Linked DNA regions of Anas platyrhynchos: region 2 is linked to region 1. Evidence: chromatin contacts called from public Hi-C data. All regions are on one chromosome and are shown on one strand. The core of a region is the stretch at or near the end of the contact, and the rest is flanking DNA. Distances in the headings are between cores, read along the strand shown.

Region 1 (3,465 bases), core at 545-3,044:
TGCTGACTCTTTAAAAATAATAAAAAAAAAATCCTTATATGTCTTCTCAGCCTTGGTATCATAAGCCTTGTAGGGATCACCAGTTGGGGTGAGAGGGTCACCCTCCTGCTAGATGGGACTTGGCAGAAGCTCTATTTATCACCAAAGCACAAAGTCACCGCTGCCACAGCACATGTGGCAGAGGTATGTGCAGGCTCTGACCCTGCCAGCCAAGGTTAGCTGAAAAGATCAGGTCTCCCCTCAGAGCTGGAGAAATAATCAGAATAATCAGGAGATCTTTGGCCAAGTCACAAGCTCCGTACACGCAGACCTTGTCCTTCGGGGAGAGATCTTAGCTCTTCTTCCTTCACAGAGACATCTCATGTAACCAAATGCCTTGAGCTGGTATTGATTTATCTCTTTTTATCCTTATATTGATTGCCTGGAGGAGCACACGCTCACGGTAGAAAGGAGGTATAATTCTCCTTTTACAGACTGTAAACAAAGGCAGAAAAAAGGTCAGTGGTAAGAGAAGGAGCCTTTCCTTTCACAAATCTAACACTGGCAGCAGGCTGGGATCCTCCAGTCAGCCCAGTTCACCAGTTCAGCTGGAGAGCACGTCCAGTGATTCAAAAAGTGAGGCTGGTAAGCATCCGAACTTAGCAGCAGGGAAGGTGAAAACTATGATTCTATGACTACAGACCCCTAAAATTGCACTGACGGCCATATAGCCCCCAGCATCAAATGCCCCATGTCACAGAGTCACTTATGGCAAAGAGTGCTGGTTGTGCAATGTGCATTCAGCAATACATTGCACAGCATATGGAGTGGCATGGTGAAAGTATATTGGTATGAGAGAAAAGGCGATATATTGCCACACAGCCAAATTAATACGATTTCATACTTTCTGTTAGTTTCCCTTTTCTGACTAGTGGGGGGCCTTCAATATTCTAGTGGGTGAAGGAGCAGTGGTGCAAACATACTGCTTTAATTAAAGCTGGGATTTTTTTTCTACACAAATGTCAGGGTTTAACTCTTTGAATGCCTGGTTGTAGGTCTTGCTAGGATTCTTTGAGTTTCCTGTTTCATCTTCTGTCTTTCCTCCCACTGCAGTGGCTATCAGATTGACTCCCCAGTAGTAAAATCTGCAAGAGATGAACACCGCTTAGCCCTGGATTTTGGCAGTATCCTTGAAAGAAGCCTGATCACAAAAGAAACTGGAAAGAGTTTGCGAAGAAAGGAAATAGTTCGGTTTGCTACAAATGGGTTTACTGTTTCTGCTTGCATCTTTCCAATACATAATCAGGGTCACTCACAACATTAAGCAGAGTGCAATAATTACGTTATCCTGTTGTGCTTCCCTAGGGTAACTGCAGAATAATGTGCTCATTGTCATCCAAGAGAGAATGAGGCTTGTTTTCTCTCTGCAGATACCATCTTCCTTATCCAAGAGATTTATCATTATTAATTGTCATCTGATTGCATTTGTACTCTGACAAAACCACACGGGTTTTATCTTTTGACAGAGATGAGGGAGCTCCTCTAAAGCAGCATTTAGAACAACAGGCTCTTCGATCTTCATGGTTTTATTTGCTTTCATTTGAAGCAGAATCTCAGACCTCATAGTACAAAGATGTGTCACAAATTTTCCTGGCTCTGTTTCTCAGACAAATCAAACTGCACATTTTTATAGGAATGTGACTCATTTTTTCCTATTATAATATACTTTTCTTCTTTTTGGCCACCCCATATTAGCATGGGACTGCCAGGATCTTTCCTACAGGCTGTGTGGTTTAGTCCCTGTGGCTTGCTTCCCACAGAGGAGAAGAGACCTAACATTAAGTACCTCATCACCAAGGACTATTCGTCACACAACCCACATCTCCACATGGCTATTTTTTTCCAGTTTGCAGCTCCATTGCTCCTGAGTAAGTCCTGCAACATCACAACCTCCCTTTCCTTGAGAGCCTGCAAAAATTAGGCTGGTAGGTGTCAGAGGTTACAAATAAAAGTCTTTTCCTCACTCAGGGAAATAATCATGAATGGTATTGATTCGGACAGCTTGGCTTGTGTTCTGTTTTGTGCTTAAGCAGAATCTCTGGCAAGTAATGCAAATAAATCAGCAGTCAGTGGCTAAAAAAATTGACAATGTGCCAACAGGAAGAGCAAGAGCTTGGAGAGTTCCTTATGATGTCACCCTGGAAGCACAAAGCCAGGCTGTGGAGACAACTGATACCTAACGGTTTATAGACAGCAACACTATGAGGCAACACTATGTAACTTGAAATAAGAGTCCACAAGAGTGGTCTGAAAGATTATTGTAGCAACTTCTTTGAGTCAAGCAAAAGAAGAGTTAATAATAGTAACGACCATGAAGTTCTGTGGGAATATTTTTTTTGGCAAAGACTGTAGAACCAGTTATTTTCCTTATCTGTAAATACTTTCTCAGACTGTATCAAATGAGAAAGTCGCTAGCTAGGAGTTGGGAGGGGATTCAATGACTCAGCAGAAGACTATGTTTGTCCTGCTACAAAGGCCTTTCATTCTGAACTGTCTGAGTGCCAGCTTTTTAAACCAGACAATTACCTCTTTCTAAAAGATGCTTTTTCACAAAAACATTGAGTTAATTACACAAGAAACTAGAAGTGATGACATGAAATCAATTTACATGTAATAATAATTTGTTGCTTATCATCCTTAAACAATTCAGCTGTTATAAGAAGGTAAAAAAATCCTTTTAAAATTTGATCTTAAGAATAGACCAGTAGGCTTAAACCTTTTATAGAGAAATAATCAAACTTTGCCTCTCACTCTTGTGTCCATTCAAAACATTTAACATCCGTGCCTTCTCACTATGATCCCATTTACTTGGGGGCCAGCTAACCTGACCAATCTCCCAAATCAGCAGCGATCAGCACAGTGGTGCCTGGGGGGAACCCCAATCTTAACTAATCTTAACTGTTTAATTATTAAACAGTTGTGAGATGAGCTTCAAGGAAATGGAAATGAAGGATAGATGGAAAGGAGGCATTTATAGATGGAAAGGAGGCATTTATAGCACACAACCAACCTTTCAACATTGAAGAATGAGTGTTCTCAAGTATTGCCAGATTTTCACCAAAAGAGATAACTTTGGGTGCCTTCAGTCACCCAAGAAATGTTTGTGCCTCCAAAAAGGCAGGAAAAAGCTAACAAAAAGTAAAATGAATCAGTTCAGAACCAAGTCTGGAATGCAGGGGATCCCACAGTGTTTGCCTTTTACTCAGAAACATTTTTCTGCTTCCAGCACTTTTAGCGAGAGTGAGACCATAGCAGCTGAAAGCTGCTGAAAGCAACCAAAGGAAATTACTTACCAGCAGACTGTTGGGGTTATGAGTCTGATAATATTCTTACCTAAGGTCTCCCTGAACGATGCTTTCCATCCCCTGCCTGATCCAGAGAAGTCCGTGTTAAACACCAGGAACAATTTGTTACTGGAGCTCTTAA
Region 2 (3,465 bases), core at 483-2,982, 60 kb after region 1:
TCTTCCCTCACACCGCTGAAGAAAACACACATGCTCAGCACAGTTTTCAAAAACAGACTTGATTTTGGTGCCTAGTGGCTTGTCGCATGCTAATGAAATTCACCTGATACTGTGGTCTGCCTTACATTGGGATGTCCCTCATGAGACAGCAGCTGCAAAAGACAGCTTGACAGTAACCTCATATACGAAAATTGTTAAATAGAGACAAATAAGAGTGTGCTATTGTCCTTCAGCAACTGAACTATCAATAGGTAGAGCAATAACAGATACTCTGCTTGTATCAGCATATATTATGTAATAAATCCTAAAGATAAACTAGAGAATGGCAAGTTCTAACAACAAAACTAGGGAATAGGAGGACAGGTCAACAGATTCCATCAAGATTTTCCCACTAGTAGCTGGATTTAGTAGCATCCTAAATCTGCACCAATATTTTCTTAGTCTCTCAAACATGAAAAAGGTCAAAAAAGCAATCCATTAATCTCTCTCAGAAAGCAACAGTGCTGTAAGAACCAGCCTTCTATAAGTCCCTTTCACCTCTGATCCCTTCTGGATGAGAGGAAACTCAGTATTTTAATAAGCTCTGGCCAGAAACTTTTTAACTTTGGAAGAAGTTTGTGTTCTGTCCAATCTAAATAACTGAACAAGACTTACAAATAGCTGAACTAGTCCCACCATCTCCAGGGATAAGGGTAGTGCATTGCTATGTAATTTCATTGATTGTGTGCACACTAGCTGCATACAGTGCCTGCCATTAGAAGTACAAAGAAATTTTAACTGGAAAAAAATATTGACTGAAACCAGGGTTATGTGGCACTTAGAAGCTCAAGCTTCCACCCCCAGAAGAAGGAATTAATTTCTTCATGGTCTCTTAGATGTTCAGAAACTGTATTTTATTTTAGTGGCTGATTACACAGGCTTAATAGCCTAAATATTTTAATTTTGACTGAAACCAGCAATTTTTTGCTTTCTGCAGGGAGTCTGCATGGCTTGAATGGATAATGGCTCTTCTGTCCTATTGATCCTCTCAAGGCATTCAGAAGTCAGAACAGCTGAAACCACAGCTCAGATTAAGACTGTAAGGAAGGAGTCACAGTCCTGGAAAGAAGCATGCTTGTCTGCTGGAAGCTCAGTGTCTTCAGTAAAATGTCACTGCTAGGTTGCTTGTGAGGCCCAATGACAACTGCATTTGTCAGAAGTCTGTACAAAATGTGAATTTTAAAATGCGTTTGTGGTATATCTCTTTGTGTCAGAGTAACAGCATGGGACCTAGCAGAAACACATGTTCTTAATCAGCTAAACCTGCCCAGAGAAGCTATGTGGTAGAGGAAACAGCAGGACTTTCTAATATGCATCTAATATGCATCATGGGCCAGCTTCTCCCATCACCCCTGGTGCTCCCTGCAGCCATCTGCACACCAGAGGCAAGGAGACCAAACCCAGCTCTGACATAAACCCTGCTGATTTCTGGTATTACCTCAGAAACAAGCGTGGGCCAAGCTGAACACTTATAAAACTGGGCTGTTAGAAGAGAATTTAGGATGGGGGGGAAATACGGATGGGAATCTGAGTTCTGTGGGTTTCCTTTACATTGTTAGCTGTTCCGCAACAGCTTTCTGCACAATTTCAAAATAAAGAGCACTAGTCAAAGGCATGTTCCTTACACTTCGGAGCATATTTCTTTACTCCCTTATGCTGGTTCGATTAATCAGATGGTTTCACAAGGGCTGGAGCAAAAACAATTTTGAGTGTTTCCATGACAAAAAACAATAAAATGTTACTTTTGGCTACAAAGAGGAAAACCAACAGTTACCACATGACAAAAAAAAAGGAAAAAAAAAAAAAAAAAGAGGGAAAAGAGGATTGATGGAAAGAATGAATTCCAGGGTGTGGTTCACAAAGAGTCACAGGATATCTGAGCTGCAAACAGATAAAAATGAAAATAAAAATAAAAACATTTAGTTTGATCACAGCAACTGATCCAGAGATAAAATAAAGTTGGATGGCATAGCAGGAATGCAGGACATTGTCATAAAGCCCATGGTTTTAATCTGTTCTTATCATTTACTTCTGCCCCGTTAGCTCCATTTACTGTTAACAGTCAGCATTCCAGTGTTATGAGCAACAGAAGGCTGTTTTTATGTGGTTGGTCACCCTCATGACACAGATTTTCTGGGAGTAAAACTGATCCTTGTTCAGATATAACTGCCAGCAAAGAGAAAGCCCAGCTTTGACAGAAAATCAACTTATGTTAATACTTGGTTCTTTATGAGGAGAAATGAGAAGACCAAAGCACCTGTTAAAGATCTGGAAGTGCAATAGGTTTACAGGGTTCATAGAATCAGAGAATGGCTTGGGTTGGACAGGACCTTAAGGATCATCTAACTCCAACCCCCTGCCATGGGCAGGGATGCCACCCACTAGACCAGGTTGCCCAAAGCCCCATCCAGCCGGGCCTTGAACACATTCAGGGATGGGGCATCCAAAATCTCTCTGGGCAACCTGTTCCAGTGCCTCCCTACTGTTACAGTGAAGAATTTCTTCCTAATGTCTAGTCTAAATCTATCCTCTTTTAGTTTGAGACCATTCTTCCTGGTCCTAGTGGGTTCTTTCTTTTTCAGCTCACTGCTACATCTTGCTGTGTCAGCATATATTTATAGTTTACAAAAACCTGGTAAATATTAAGAAAAAGATATCATAATTTAACAACATGGTCATATGTGGTAATTTAACAACATATGGTCATTTTTCTCTGTATGTGTTTTCAATAGAAGCTCTTAAAAATATTTTTAACTCTTTCATTGCATCCAAAATGATGGCTTCTATTTCTATAAAACATTTCTAGAAAACAGTTAAAAACAACTTTAAAATTGCTTCTAAATGTTTGTGAAAGGAGTGGAATCTGGCAGGGAAGAGAGAAAGACAGACTGCTACTGTTTCATGAAAGAGGCAAGAAGGACGCTTAGGGGAACCTTTCAAGCTCTTGAGTATGCAGAATTGAGGATTTCCTACACTTTTATTTTTTAGTAACTTGTCTTAGTGAAACATATGGTAGGAAAGGGATAGTGACATGAAAGGGACAGCTTGTTTAGGAAGCAATGTCAAAGGGAAGGAAAGGGAGACTGGCTACACTTTACAAGAATGAATATACATCAGAAAAATGTGCAAGAGAGAAATAGGCACAAAACTATGGTATAAGAATAAAGCCAGCAGGAAAGGTACTGTGATGGGAAAGATCTCTTGGAATTTTCCTACAATTCTCTGCCAGGTGGAAGGGAAGAGGGTGTTTCTAAGCAAAAGCTAAGAGCATCTAGGTCACCAAACCTTGCAATTACTGGAACATTTTTTCTTGCAAGATAATGTTTTGGAAGAACAACAGAAAAGAATACAATCTTTTGCAATGTTCTAAAAGCAGTTTTCTTCTTTCAGAGAGTAGAGAGTATTAACTGGACAGGGAGGGGCAGG

What was found. A called contact is a pair of places that touch in the nucleus more often than the background predicts.
Region 2: a contact with region 1 is called in a Hi-C map of subcutaneous adipose tissue, with 2.1 times the contacts expected there. The contact joins two enhancer-like sites. A contact is called at or near these places in 2 of 8 Hi-C or Micro-C datasets (skeletal muscle and subcutaneous adipose tissue).

Annotation. Positions count from the first base shown.
Region 1 is chr2:138,175,022-138,178,486 of IASCAAS_PekinDuck_T2T, forward strand. CUBN (cubilin) reads right to left here. Exons shown (of 67, transcript XM_005015103.6): 59 at 3,373-3,465. Among named protein-coding and RNA genes, the nearest start is that of RSU1, 17 kb to the left of the region's middle. Within about 2 kb of position 1,795, at least 3 of the 8 cell types and tissues checked have an H3K27ac peak or open chromatin away from gene starts, as enhancers often do. A contact at or near this core is called in subcutaneous adipose tissue, where this site is marked.
Region 2 is chr2:138,235,254-138,238,718 of IASCAAS_PekinDuck_T2T, forward strand. The region is part of intron 29 of CUBN (cubilin); the gene reads right to left. Among named protein-coding and RNA genes, the nearest start is that of CUBN, 66 kb to the right of the region's middle. Within about 2 kb of position 1,733, at least 1 of the 8 cell types and tissues checked has an H3K27ac peak or open chromatin away from gene starts, as enhancers often do. A contact at or near this core is called in subcutaneous adipose tissue, where this site is marked.